Linked DNA regions of Sus scrofa: region 1 is linked to region 2. A link is a contact called in public HiChIP or PLAC-seq data. All regions are on one chromosome and are shown on one strand. The core of a region is the stretch at or near the end of the contact, and the rest is flanking DNA. Distances in the headings are between cores, read along the strand shown.

The links. HiChIP or PLAC-seq counts read pairs in DNA pulled down with a chosen protein or histone mark.
Region 1: an H3K27ac HiChIP or PLAC-seq map of skeletal muscle shows a contact between it and region 2, with 4 times the contacts expected there. The contact joins the promoter of CDC7 here to the promoter of KIAA1107 in region 2. A contact is called at or near these places in 1 of 47 Hi-C or Micro-C datasets (heart right ventricle) and 1 of 2 datasets of contacts at active chromatin or transcription factors (skeletal muscle).

The regions. Positions count from the first base shown.
Region 1 is chr4:125,455,960-125,462,010 of Sscrofa11.1, reverse strand. It overlaps CDC7 (cell division cycle 7-related protein kinase), which reads left to right and starts at 2,644. Exons shown (of 12, transcript XM_013997381.2): 1 at 2,644-2,775; 2 at 3,432-3,626. The coding sequence starts at 3,512. It overlaps LOC106510230 (a long non-coding RNA gene), which reads right to left and starts at 2,618. Exons shown (of 5, transcript XR_002343622.1): 1 at 2,467-2,618.
Region 2 is chr4:124,948,469-124,953,743 of Sscrofa11.1, reverse strand. KIAA1107 reads left to right here and starts at 3,324. Exons shown (of 17, transcript XM_021090241.1): 1 at 3,324-3,649. The coding sequence starts at 3,516.

The sequences.
Region 1 (6,051 bases), core at 1,395-3,894, 510 kb before region 2:
CTAGGCACAGTCCGTGCCAAATCACCACAATACATCCAGCAAATTTAACCACCCTCTGGAATGCTCTTATCTCTGAAATCCCAATCTTCACCACGCCACCAAACTTCTGCTACCTCTATCCTTCTAACGCAAACTTATACCTCCATTATACCAATCCTCAGTTACAGCAAGAGTTCCAATTCACTGGTCCCTGCACTTCTTATCTATTGCTTGATCCATCCATCAAGCTAATATTATCATCAATCACTTCCTAAAACCTTTCCTCTTCACTCCCAAAGATTCCGTGATGCATCAGTACAACCCCTTCCTTGTAAACATCCTCACTTGCCCCTCTCTGTGTGATCTTCATCCTTGGTGAAACCCAACGACCCCTTTCCAATCTGCATTCTCTTGACTGAAGCTTCCTTGAGAAAATAAATATAACGCTCAGCTGTCTGGACTCACTTTAAATTTACGACACGAATAGAAAATAGCCGTCCAACACTGCTGGCAGTCTCACAGTCTTTCTAGAGTTACCTTCTCACTCTCAGAAGATACTTCTGACCTCACTGAACCTCTAATGTTCCCCCCCCCTCCCACTTAAGACCTCACCTCATATTAAGAAAATGGATGAGGTCAGGTAGGAGATACCTTATTCTTCCCAACCCAAACCATTGTATCTGAATTAAATCTGGTTTTCCCTCTTGTTAAAAGAATGGGAGGCTGGATACTTTTCAAAGGCCTATTCCCCCTCCTTATGCTTTGGATCCATTCCTTCGTCTTCCTCTATAATTTCATTCCTATAGGTACTCCCTTTTCTCCAGCACCCACAACTTCTTTCTGCACGTCATCATTCTCACTATAACATAAGCATTTACCTGCCAACACAACATCAATCACAAAACACTTCCCCTGCTCTATTCTGCTCTATGTGACCAGCTGGGACCACCATCCTATTTCTCTGATCTTCCCCTCAAAGCAAAAACAAGACAAGAAATCAACCAACCGAAGAAACAAAACCTGAAGACTTGTCTCCACTTGTACACCTTTTGTTCTTCACACAGCTTAGTCATTCTGCCTCCCTGTGCCTCTGAAACTACTCTTGCCAGAGAAGCTACTGGTCCCCATGTTGCCAAATTCATTATCATTTCTACGTCCTCACCCTTTGACTTCCATGAAGCACGTGCTATAGTTGACCCTTCCTTCCAACTGCAAAACTTTCTCCTCTTGATCACTATGGCATCACCTTCTTACCTCACAGGTCACTCCTTCCCAGTCTCTCGCTGGCTCTTCTTCTTCCTCTGCCCAACTCTGAAAGAGTGGGGATACCCATAGCCCCGTTCTCTATCTATAATCTTTGATTTGATAATAGCATCTAGTCCCAAAGTTTTAAGTTTCATGCATAAACTCATAACTGCCAAATTTATGTCTCTAGCCTAGACTCTATTCCAGACCTGTTCACTTGACATTATCACTTAGCTATCTAGTAGACACCTTGGACTTGAGTACTGTCAATGCCCTCCAGCTAAAGAGCAGGAGGAACCGCAATTGAACAAGTTAGGTTTCAGTGAGAATGCACACCAGGGACAACCATATAGCATCTCAGTAAGAGGGTGTTAGAAATCTGGGTTTGTGTTACATGATTTAGGGATGGGTTCAAGGAAGAGGGACTTATTGGGAGCTGTAGGAAGGCAGGAGTAAATCTATAATTGTGTATTTTAATAAGTACTATCTAGAATGGCTGAGTGTTTACAGAGGCTAAAATTTTAATTAGTAAAGAAGCAGCAGTCGCTCCCATTAGCCAGGAGAAGAAAATGTTTGCTCATTTTTGTGGCTTGACAAAATGTTTACATTTGGTCTATATCTAGACAAGATTACAGAATGACCTTATTTCTGTCTTGATCCATCATATCGAGGTCACAGAGTGGCCCTGCCTGATGCTGGTGTTCTGTGAAACTCCCTCCCCCCAACTTACTAAGCTGATATCCTACCCTTGCACTTGATCTACCCTTGGCCAACTAGTCTCTTTCCCATTTGGCTCCCAACACGATGCCTCCTTCTGTCACGATCGCGTCCTTCCACTTTATTCCCTTCGGAGCGTTTATCAACATCTAGAAGAATGTTGTTCATTTATTTATTTATTGTCACTGTCTCACTGGAACTTGGCTTCATAAAGGGACGGCGGGGTTTTCTAGGGCGTCTTCTCCGCTGTAACCCCAGCCTCTCGAAGCCAGCCTCAGAGCCAAGGGCTCAAATATATGCTGACTGACCAAGTGGCAGTGAGAATGTCACTGGGCTTGTTTCTTTGAATACAGCCACAAACAACTAGCAATTGCCTTTGTTTGTTGGTTTGTTTGTTTTGAACGGACAGGTGGGGGCATTCCACCAAAAGAAGTGAAAGCTGGGAGTCGAGAAAGTGAACGTCTTTTATCCGGAGGGTCCAAAGTCTCTCTAGGTGAGAATGAGACTCTGCTGTCTCTGACTTACTCTCTTTCCTCCGAGTGCTGTTAGATCCTTAACCTTAGGGGTCACCGTTTTCCAGCGAAGGATCACTCCCCGGCTCTCCATCAGCAACCGTTCCTGGACCAGCCTCCGCCTTGGGGCAGGAACCCACCCCCTGCGCAGGCGCTCGGCGCAGAAACCGCGGCGCGCCGGCTTCACACTGCGCATGTGCGACTCGAGGCGGCGAGGCGGGAAGCGCTGCGCAGGCGCGGTTGGCCGGCTGGCTAGGTGGGCGCTCTTGGAAGCGGCAACCTAGGCTTCTGGGGAGCCACGGAAGTCGTATTCCTTTAAACCGTGAGTTTCCGACGGTTTGTCCCATGGCGCGGGCTCGTGAGGGATTAGAAACGAGTTCTGGATCGTGACTTCCATTTTGTCGCAGCGCAGTGCCCCCCCCCCGACTTTTCGGACCCCTTTGACCTGCGGCGGGAAAGTCGTGCGCCTGCGCACTCAGCGTCCCGTGCGGTCTCGGGTTTGCGGGCACCGGGTCTCCCCCCGCGCAGCGCGCGACCCGCGCTGCCGGAAGGATCCCATTCATGCCCGCTTCCCCGCCGGGCGCTCGCGAGCAAGGTCGTGTCAGTTCTCCACCAACTTGCGTGGGGCCTTGGACGGACCCCCGGCGCCCCCTCTCAGTGGTCGGGCGCTCTCCTCTGCCAGCCTCTCCCTCGGCTCGAACCGCTGTCCCCACTAAGGCTTCCCCGACCCGGGTCGCAGCCTCTGCAGCCCCCGGCGCCCCCGTCCCACCGTCGCCGGGCGGTTTTCCCTTCGGCCCCCTGCTGGTTTTTTCTGCGATGTGAAAGTAAAGCCAATGGAATCCTTAGAAATGGCTCAAGTTTCCCCTTCCTTGGGGAATTTTGACCTACGGTGCGTTTTTAAATGTTTGCCCCTTGGGGGACAGTAGCACTTTTTAGTGTTTAGTTCACTGAGTGATATAAACTTCTCACCTGCTCCAGAATTCTGATTTTCACAGCTGCTTTGCTCCCCCTGTGGACATGACCCCTTAGCTGGCATTTTGCACCCCACTTGCTTTGTGATGGAGGCGTCTCTGGGGGTTCAGATGGATGAACCAATGGCTTTTTCTCCTCTGCATGGCCGCTTTCAGGCGGATGGCTCATTAAAAAAACATGAGCAGAATTTTAAACTACCAGGTATGTGTTTATTTCCAAAGATGTACAGGCAACAATTCTGTAATTTCTATTATTAAAAAACAAACACAAGGCCCAGAACACTTCCTGAAATTTCAAGTGACTTGTGTATTTAAATAGGAGCAGTTTATGAATCAGTAAAACTTTCTAAGGTCTAGTTTGGGAATTGGATTGCATTTTGGGAGGATTGTCGTCTAACCATACCATTTTACAGATGAAGTTGCTAGTCTAAATATTCCTGGTTGTCAAAGAACACAAAGTTTGTTGATACTCGACGGGAATTTCTCTTCTAGAATTTCTACCACTATATTGCATTAAGCTTGGATTTAGCAATTGACGTTGGTGGGATTTTGGTTTAAGTATGCAGCAGCAGTATTCACTGACAAAAGTAAATGAAATGTTTGCAGTGATAATTAGGGACTGTATCTCAGTGTACATCATGAAGTTTTATTTGCCACTTAGCCTGACCTTGAAATGAGAGAGAGGGTCAAACAGTGCCTGAGTTTGCATTCTGTAATGTGCGTCTTTATTCCTGCTCTAGCACAGTGCCTGGGACAAGGCAGGCATTTAATAAATATTGGTTAAATAGGGGTTCCAGTTGGTTGTTGGTTGTATTTCTTTTTTCCTAAATGTAGCTGAGTCTTTTTTTCCATCTTTGTCTTAAGCGTTATTTAGTACTTGTTCAAAAATATTATTTTTGGGAGTTCCCGACCTGGCTCAGCAGTAACGAACCAGCTAGTATCCATGAGGACGAGGGTTTAATCCCTGGCCTCGCTCAGTGGGTTAAGGATCTGGCGTTGCTGTGGCTGTGGTGTAGGCCGGCAGCTGCAGTTCTGATTCAACCCGGAGCCTGGGAACTTCCATATGCTGTGGTGCAGCCCTAAAAACAGAAGGGGAAAAAAACCCACTGCAGTGAACAAAGTATCTGGCATAGTATTAAATCAAATGTTTATTCTTTCCTTTTCTCAGCAAACTTTTTTTTTTTTTGAAGTATCTGCCGTATGCCAAGTTTAATAAGTGATAAAACCTTTTGAGTTGAAAGAATGAGGTATAAACTCTGTGTGCACTGAGTGTCTCCTCCATACTGTTGAGTAGAAGGCTTGCTTGCGGGGTGCTATCTGGATGCCCTTGGCCCACACTTCTAAGACGGGTTACAGGTAGTGTTCTGGTTTGCCCGAGACGGGTCTAGTTTATGCCTGTTGTCACAGTGTAATTCTTAGCGCCCCCTTTCATTCTCAGAGTGTCCCAATTTGGGCTAAATGGTATGATCTCCCTTGTTACAGGAGACCTGATTTTAGGCCGTACATGAAGCCCCAGAATAAGCATGACATATATTTCTAGAGTGTCAGTTTACTGCTTGGTAAGAAATTGAAACCATTTCATTCGTATGGTGAATATTTCTTAAATGTCTGTTAGTGCAGGCAGCTTCCTGGGTGCTGGTAACACATCAGTTCACGATGCACAAAAATCAATGCCCTCAAGTCGTAGTAGAGATAGAAAATAAAAATTAAATAGTGTGTTCAAACATAATTAGTGCTGTGAAGACAATGCAAAGGGAAGGAGTGCCAAGACATTTTGGGGAAGAAAATTGTGATTTTAGTCCGAGGAGGTTTGGGGTGGTAACATTTGGGCTCCGACTTGACGGGGTTAACTGCCCGTGCATGTGTCTGGGGCCGAGCGTCCCAGGCAGAGGAATCAGCGAGTTTGAAGACCTTAAGCTGGAGTGTGCCCAGCACTCAGAGAGGGCCAGCTGCTCACGGAGCTGCAGGACGGCAGGAGAGGGGGGTGAAGTCAGAGAGGGGCGAGAAAGGAGGTGGTTCTATGGCTTTTGGGTGGCGCGAGATGTGAAACTTCCGGTGGGTTCGAGCAAAACAGTGATGTGGTGACTTGCGGTCACTCTGGCTGCTGTGCTACAAATCGATGATAGGCCGCCCAGGATGAAAGCAGGGGATGTAGTTAAGGAGGCCCTTGCTATAGCCAACCCGGACATTACGTCACAGAAAAGAAAGCCAACCTGGGTCTTAGGTCACAGAAAAAACCTAATTCGCTTAACATTTCAAAACAGGAGTTCCCATAGTGGCTCGGGGGAAACGAATCCGACTAGGAACCATGAGGTTGCGGGTTAGGTCCCTGGCCTCACTCAGTGGGTTAAGGATCCAGCGTTGTTGAGAGCTGTGGTGTAGGCCACAGACGCGGCTCGGATCCAGCACTGCTGTGGCTCTGGCGTAGGCTGGCAGCTACAGCTCCGATTCGACCCCTAGCCTGGGAACCTCCATATGCCACGGGTGCGGCCCTAAAAAGACCAAAAAAAAAATTCAAAACAGAGGCCCAGACCTTTCTCTATGAAATATGGGCCTTTAACTAACATTTTGTTAGTGGGCTTTTCGGGTCTTACCCCAGTCTTCAAAGTATATTATGTAGTGCTTGG
Region 2 (5,275 bases), core at 2,075-4,574:
GAGGAACGTGGTCAGGGATGCTCCCAGGGGAAAATTAGAAGGTGGCACATACTCTGTAGGTGAAATCTGTCAGGCTTCTGCTCCAATGTCAGTGTCATGAGGGAAGATACAGGAGAGGGAACCGCTCTAGATCAGAAGAGACTCAGGAGATCTAAGAACCAAGTTTTACAATAGGATACATGGTAAACAATCACTGTCAATTTATAAGGAATATGTCAGGTAAGAAAATGTACAGATTTTTTTAGCCATGTGGACTGAGGTACGTAGGAGTCAAATGAAATGATGTCTGGGGCTTTAAATTTTTTTCGAAGGAAAGGAAGAAAGAGTGAAGAGGAAGGAAAGGAAAGGAAACTTGATGTGGCATATATGCCCAAATCTTGATAATTGTCGCATTTTGGTAATGGGTATATTAGGGTTCATTGCACATCTCTTTACATCTTTGCATGTTTGAAACGTTTCATATGAAAACATTTTTATTTTATTGTATTGTATTGGCTACCCCTGTGGCATGTGGCAGTGCCTGGGCCAGGGATCGAACCGGAGCCACAGCAGCAACTCAAGCTGCTGCAGTGACAACGCTGAAACCTCAACTCACTGTGCCACAAAAGAACTCTGACGAAAACATTTTTACTGTATTTATCAATTTAGGGCCACACTCACAGCATATGGAAGTTCCCAGGCTAGGGGTCGAATTGGAGCTGTAGCTGCCGACCTACACCACAGCCACAACAGCTTGGCTTCTGAGCCACATCTGTGACCTACACCACAGCTCGAGGCAACGCCAGATCCTTAACCCACGGAGTGAGGCCTGGGATTGAACACACATCCTCATGGATTCTAGTTGGGTTTGTTTCCACTGAGCTGCAATGGGAACTCTGAAAACTTTTTTAAAGAAAGAAAAAAATACATTCAAGAAAATCACCTTTGCCATGAAACTGTAGTGCTTAGAAGAGTTCTCTGCCTTCCAAGACAGTGTTACCTAAACTTCTTTTTCACACACGAGGATCACAATTAAGGCCAACCTACAACAAAATGATGAGTTTAACAATGTTTATCTTCAGAGCTCCTGTTGCTAGTTCCTCAGGACTTTCTAGCTTTCGTTATCTTAAAGTGAAGAGGAGTTCCCGTTGTGGCGCAGTGGTTAACGAATCCGACTAGGAACCATGAGGTTGCGGGTTCGGTCCCTGCCCTTGCTCAGTGGGTTAACGATCTGGCGTTGCCGTGAGCTGTGGTGTAGGTTGCAGACGCGGCTCGGATCCCGCGTTGCTGTGGCTCTGGCGTAGGCCGGTGGCTACAGCTCCGATTCAACCCCTAGCCTGGGAACCTCCATATGCTGCGGGAGCGGCCCAAGAAATAGCAAAAAGACAAAAAAAAAAAAAAAAACAACCAAAAAACCCACAAAACTCTAATGGTGGAACGATAAGGACCATTAACATTATTTTTCTTGGTTTTTTTTTTTTTTTTTTGTCTTTTGTTGTTGTTGTTGTTGCTATTTCTTGGGCCGCTCCCGCGGTATATGGAGGTTCCCAGGCTAGGGGTCCAGTCGGAGCTGTAGCCACCGGCCTACGCCAGAGCCACAGCAACGCGGGATCCGAGCTGCGTCTGCAACCTACACCACAGCAAATGGCAACGCCGGATCCTTAACCCACTGAGCAAGGGCAGGGACTGACCTCATGGTTCCTAGTCGGATTCGTTAACCACTGCGCCACGACGGGAACTCCTTGTTTTTTAAGACAGTATTTTTTCCTTAATTACTTCACCTAGATGTCTATACCACTTAAGGCAGTTTAAGAGAATTAAATTCACACGGGCCAGAAACCATCTGTCATCCATTCCCAACCAGAAGAGGAGCCTAATTTCTTCTTCACCAGGTGCTGAAGGGGCATGGTAGAAATCTTACAGGACCTTGAAGGGAAAGAATCTGGTGCTGAACTGCCTGGGTTTTAATACCGAGACCATCACCTACTGGCCGGGGGACCTTGACCAGATTACTTACCCCCTCATGCCTCAACTTCCTCATCTGTAATTGGGCCCATAGTAGAACCTACCTAAATGGTGGTTATGAGGATTGAGTTAATACTTAGAAAGCAGGTAGATCAGTTTTCTCGCCTAAAAAAACTCTCAATAAATATTAACTCGTGTTATTTCTGACATTCCTCTATTCTACAGGATTAATTAAGAATCAGTTATCCATCATATTTTTTAGAATTAAGGTGTCTGAGAAATTGAGGTCATTATTTGGAGAAATGGCTACTCTTGGCCAATCTTAGGGTACAAGATCCACATATTTTCCAAGCAATTAGCACGTGTTTGTTTCCTTGTGCAGAGCTTCTGAATGAAGCCGAGTAACCGAGCCTTCTTCCTTTGGAAGAAGTCATCAAATACAAAAATACCAAAAGACTTTTAAAGTGATTTTTCTCCATCTCTTTTCTTCATGTTAACATATTCGAAATTCTATGGCTCATCAATCCACCCACTTTCCTGCTCAATTGAAGGCTCTGCCCGTACAATCCAACTTCCTTTCTTCCTCCTCATAAATTTTATAGCTTTATATGCAAGCTCTGGAGTATCATTGACACTTCTCAGCTAAAGTTCAGGACCAGTTCCTGGATTAGAAGGAGAAGGAATCTTTTAGATGCTGTATACACCCTTTGCAGGGGACTTAGGAGTGTTGTGACCTCTGCTGATTTTTACGAAGTTCTTCCCCATTCCTCACAATCCCAATTTTTTCTTTCTTTTTTTTTTTTTTTTTTTTTTTTTTTTTTTTTTTGGTCTTTTATTCAGGCTCGCACCTGTGGATACGGAAGTTCCCAGGACCGGGATGGAACGCAAGCTGCAGCTCCCGGCCTACACCACAGCCAAACAGGGCGGGATCCAAGGGGTGTCTTGACTTAAGCGGCAGCTCATGGCAACCCGGGATCCTTAACCCACTGAGCGATGCCAGCGATGGAATCCCGGGCCTCCTGGATGCTCGTGGGATTAGGTGGTGCTGAGCCACAGTGGGAACTCCCACAATCCCAATTTTTCTTGCCCAAAGCAAGTTAAGGAGAGAGTGTGACACGTCTAGGGCACCTGTCTCTCTGGGGAAGAAAAGCGCTGGCATCCCAGGACGACAAGGTGTGGGAAGGCTGCACAGGTGGAGCTGAACTAGGCTCTCAATGAAGCATAAGTGGAGATGAGCGCTCAGCCAGAGGGCCCCGGATCCAGAGCCGACCCGGCGGGTCCCAGCGGGCAGCTCGCTCCCCGGGCGGCAGGGGGCGGAGCGCCTGCGGCGGAGGTAAACAGAGCCAGCACGCCTGCGCACCGCCGCCGGGTCACGTGGGCGCGGGCCGGCCCCCGAGCTTCCCCGGGGCTGCGGGCCGGCGGCTGCGGAGGGCCGGCCACCCCCTGGCGGGAGGCGAGGGGGCGGGTTCGGGTTGGAGCCGAGCGTCCGGTCGGAAACGCCCCCTCGTCCCAGAGGCGGGGAAGGGCGGCCGGGCGCGGGGCCCCGCGGGCGCCGCCGCGCCGGGTGGGACATGGCCCGCTGTGGGGAGGGTGGCGCGGCCCCCGTGGTGCCCCCGGGGTCCCCCGGAGTTGGCAGGAAGGGGCCCTGCGAGCGGCGCCGGCTGAAGGCGGCGGTGGCGGAGCAGCTCAGCCAGGACCTGCTCAGGTAGGAGGAGGCGGGAACTCCGGGGCCGCAGGCGCCCACCTCCGCCCCAGAAGCTGCGGCTCCCGCGCCGCTTCTCCATCCCTCCCCTTCCCCCGATTCCTCCCAGCAAAGCGGGCTCGCTCGCCCCGTGTCACCGACCCGGGGCACCTCGGAGAGCACACACCGGATTCACAAAGACAGCGGGCACGCCTCTCTAGCTCTGTGCAGCACCGGCGTTTGCCAGAACACTCCATCGCGGGCAGGCTTGGGTCTTGGAAGACTTTCGCTCCTGTCGAGATGGATTCAGGTTTCGTGGTCTTGAAACGTACACAGTTGTTAAACACAACTAAGAAACATGGTAAAAGTAGAAGAGGGAGTGAATGTCTGCTTAGAATGAGTGAAAAATGAACAAATTCCTGGAACGTTGGAGGTCTCTGCTGAGCTCTCTTTGAACGATTTAGCAGGAGTGCCTACATGGAAATCTTTGCTGATTGCAACCTGGCTTCCCCTCTCCTAGACTCCTCCGCCACCCCCAGCAGCCACAGCAACTCCCAGCTCCCATGAGGACTCGGGCAAATGGAGGGTTGTTGTGAAGTTTAACTCAAAATTGTGGTGAATAAAATGAAGCTTAGGAATATTCCCTAGCTGGTTTCCATTTCCACCAAAATATTGGCACTTGAACTTTAGGGTTCATCAGAATCAGGAAGAGGGCTTAGGTTTCCTGGGGCCCAGAGGACAGTTTTGATAACAGCTAGTCTGAGATGGGGCCTGAGATGTTTGCATTTCTGGCAGGGGCCCAGGGGATGCTGATGCTGCTGGCCTGGGTCACCCTTTGAGGACTACTGAACTCATGTAAACATAATGACACTTCATCACTAAGGGTTATGCAGTATTCCACCTTTAGAAAGTGCTTAGTGTTCCCCACCCTTAAGGCTCCAGCAGCTGTAAACTGAACTTTATAAAGTAAAAAAAAAAAAAAATTCCTTTTACTTTGAGCCTATCTGTCAATGAGAGAGTCTGCTTTGTGTCCTCCACTGTGGAATTGACGTAAAAAAATAAGTGAGGTTCTGTTTCTAGGATGAGTCTCTAAGGATGAGACGCTCCTTTTCAGTGGCTCTATTCTTCTGGCTAATTGTGAACCTTGAAATGTTATGAATTTAAGAAAGATAATACATCTAATTTATATAAAGAAAATGAGGTTAACAGTAGAGCCTGTGAGCCGTTTATCCTCATCCTAGCAGCAATTAGGGATAGGATCCTGAACGCCCAAGTTCTTGTTAGAAGCAAAAGGTATTTTGTTTGTTCATTTTTAAACAACAAAAATTTCATATGCGCACCCAGCCACCTTAAAATTCTAGGCTGAATTAACCTTCTTCAACCACAGCAATATCATTGATTTAGTCTACAAATATTATTGTTATGTTTTCGTCTTTTTAGGGTTGCACCCACGGCATATGGCGGTTCCCAGGCTAGGGGTCTAATCTGAGCGGTAGCCGCTGGCCTACACCACAGCCACAGCAACTCGGGGTGGGGATGGGATCTGAGTGGTGTTTGCGACCCACACCACAGCTTCTACACCACAGCTCACCACAACGCCGGATCCTTAACCCGCTGATCGAGGCCAGAAATGGAACCCGAGTTCTCAGG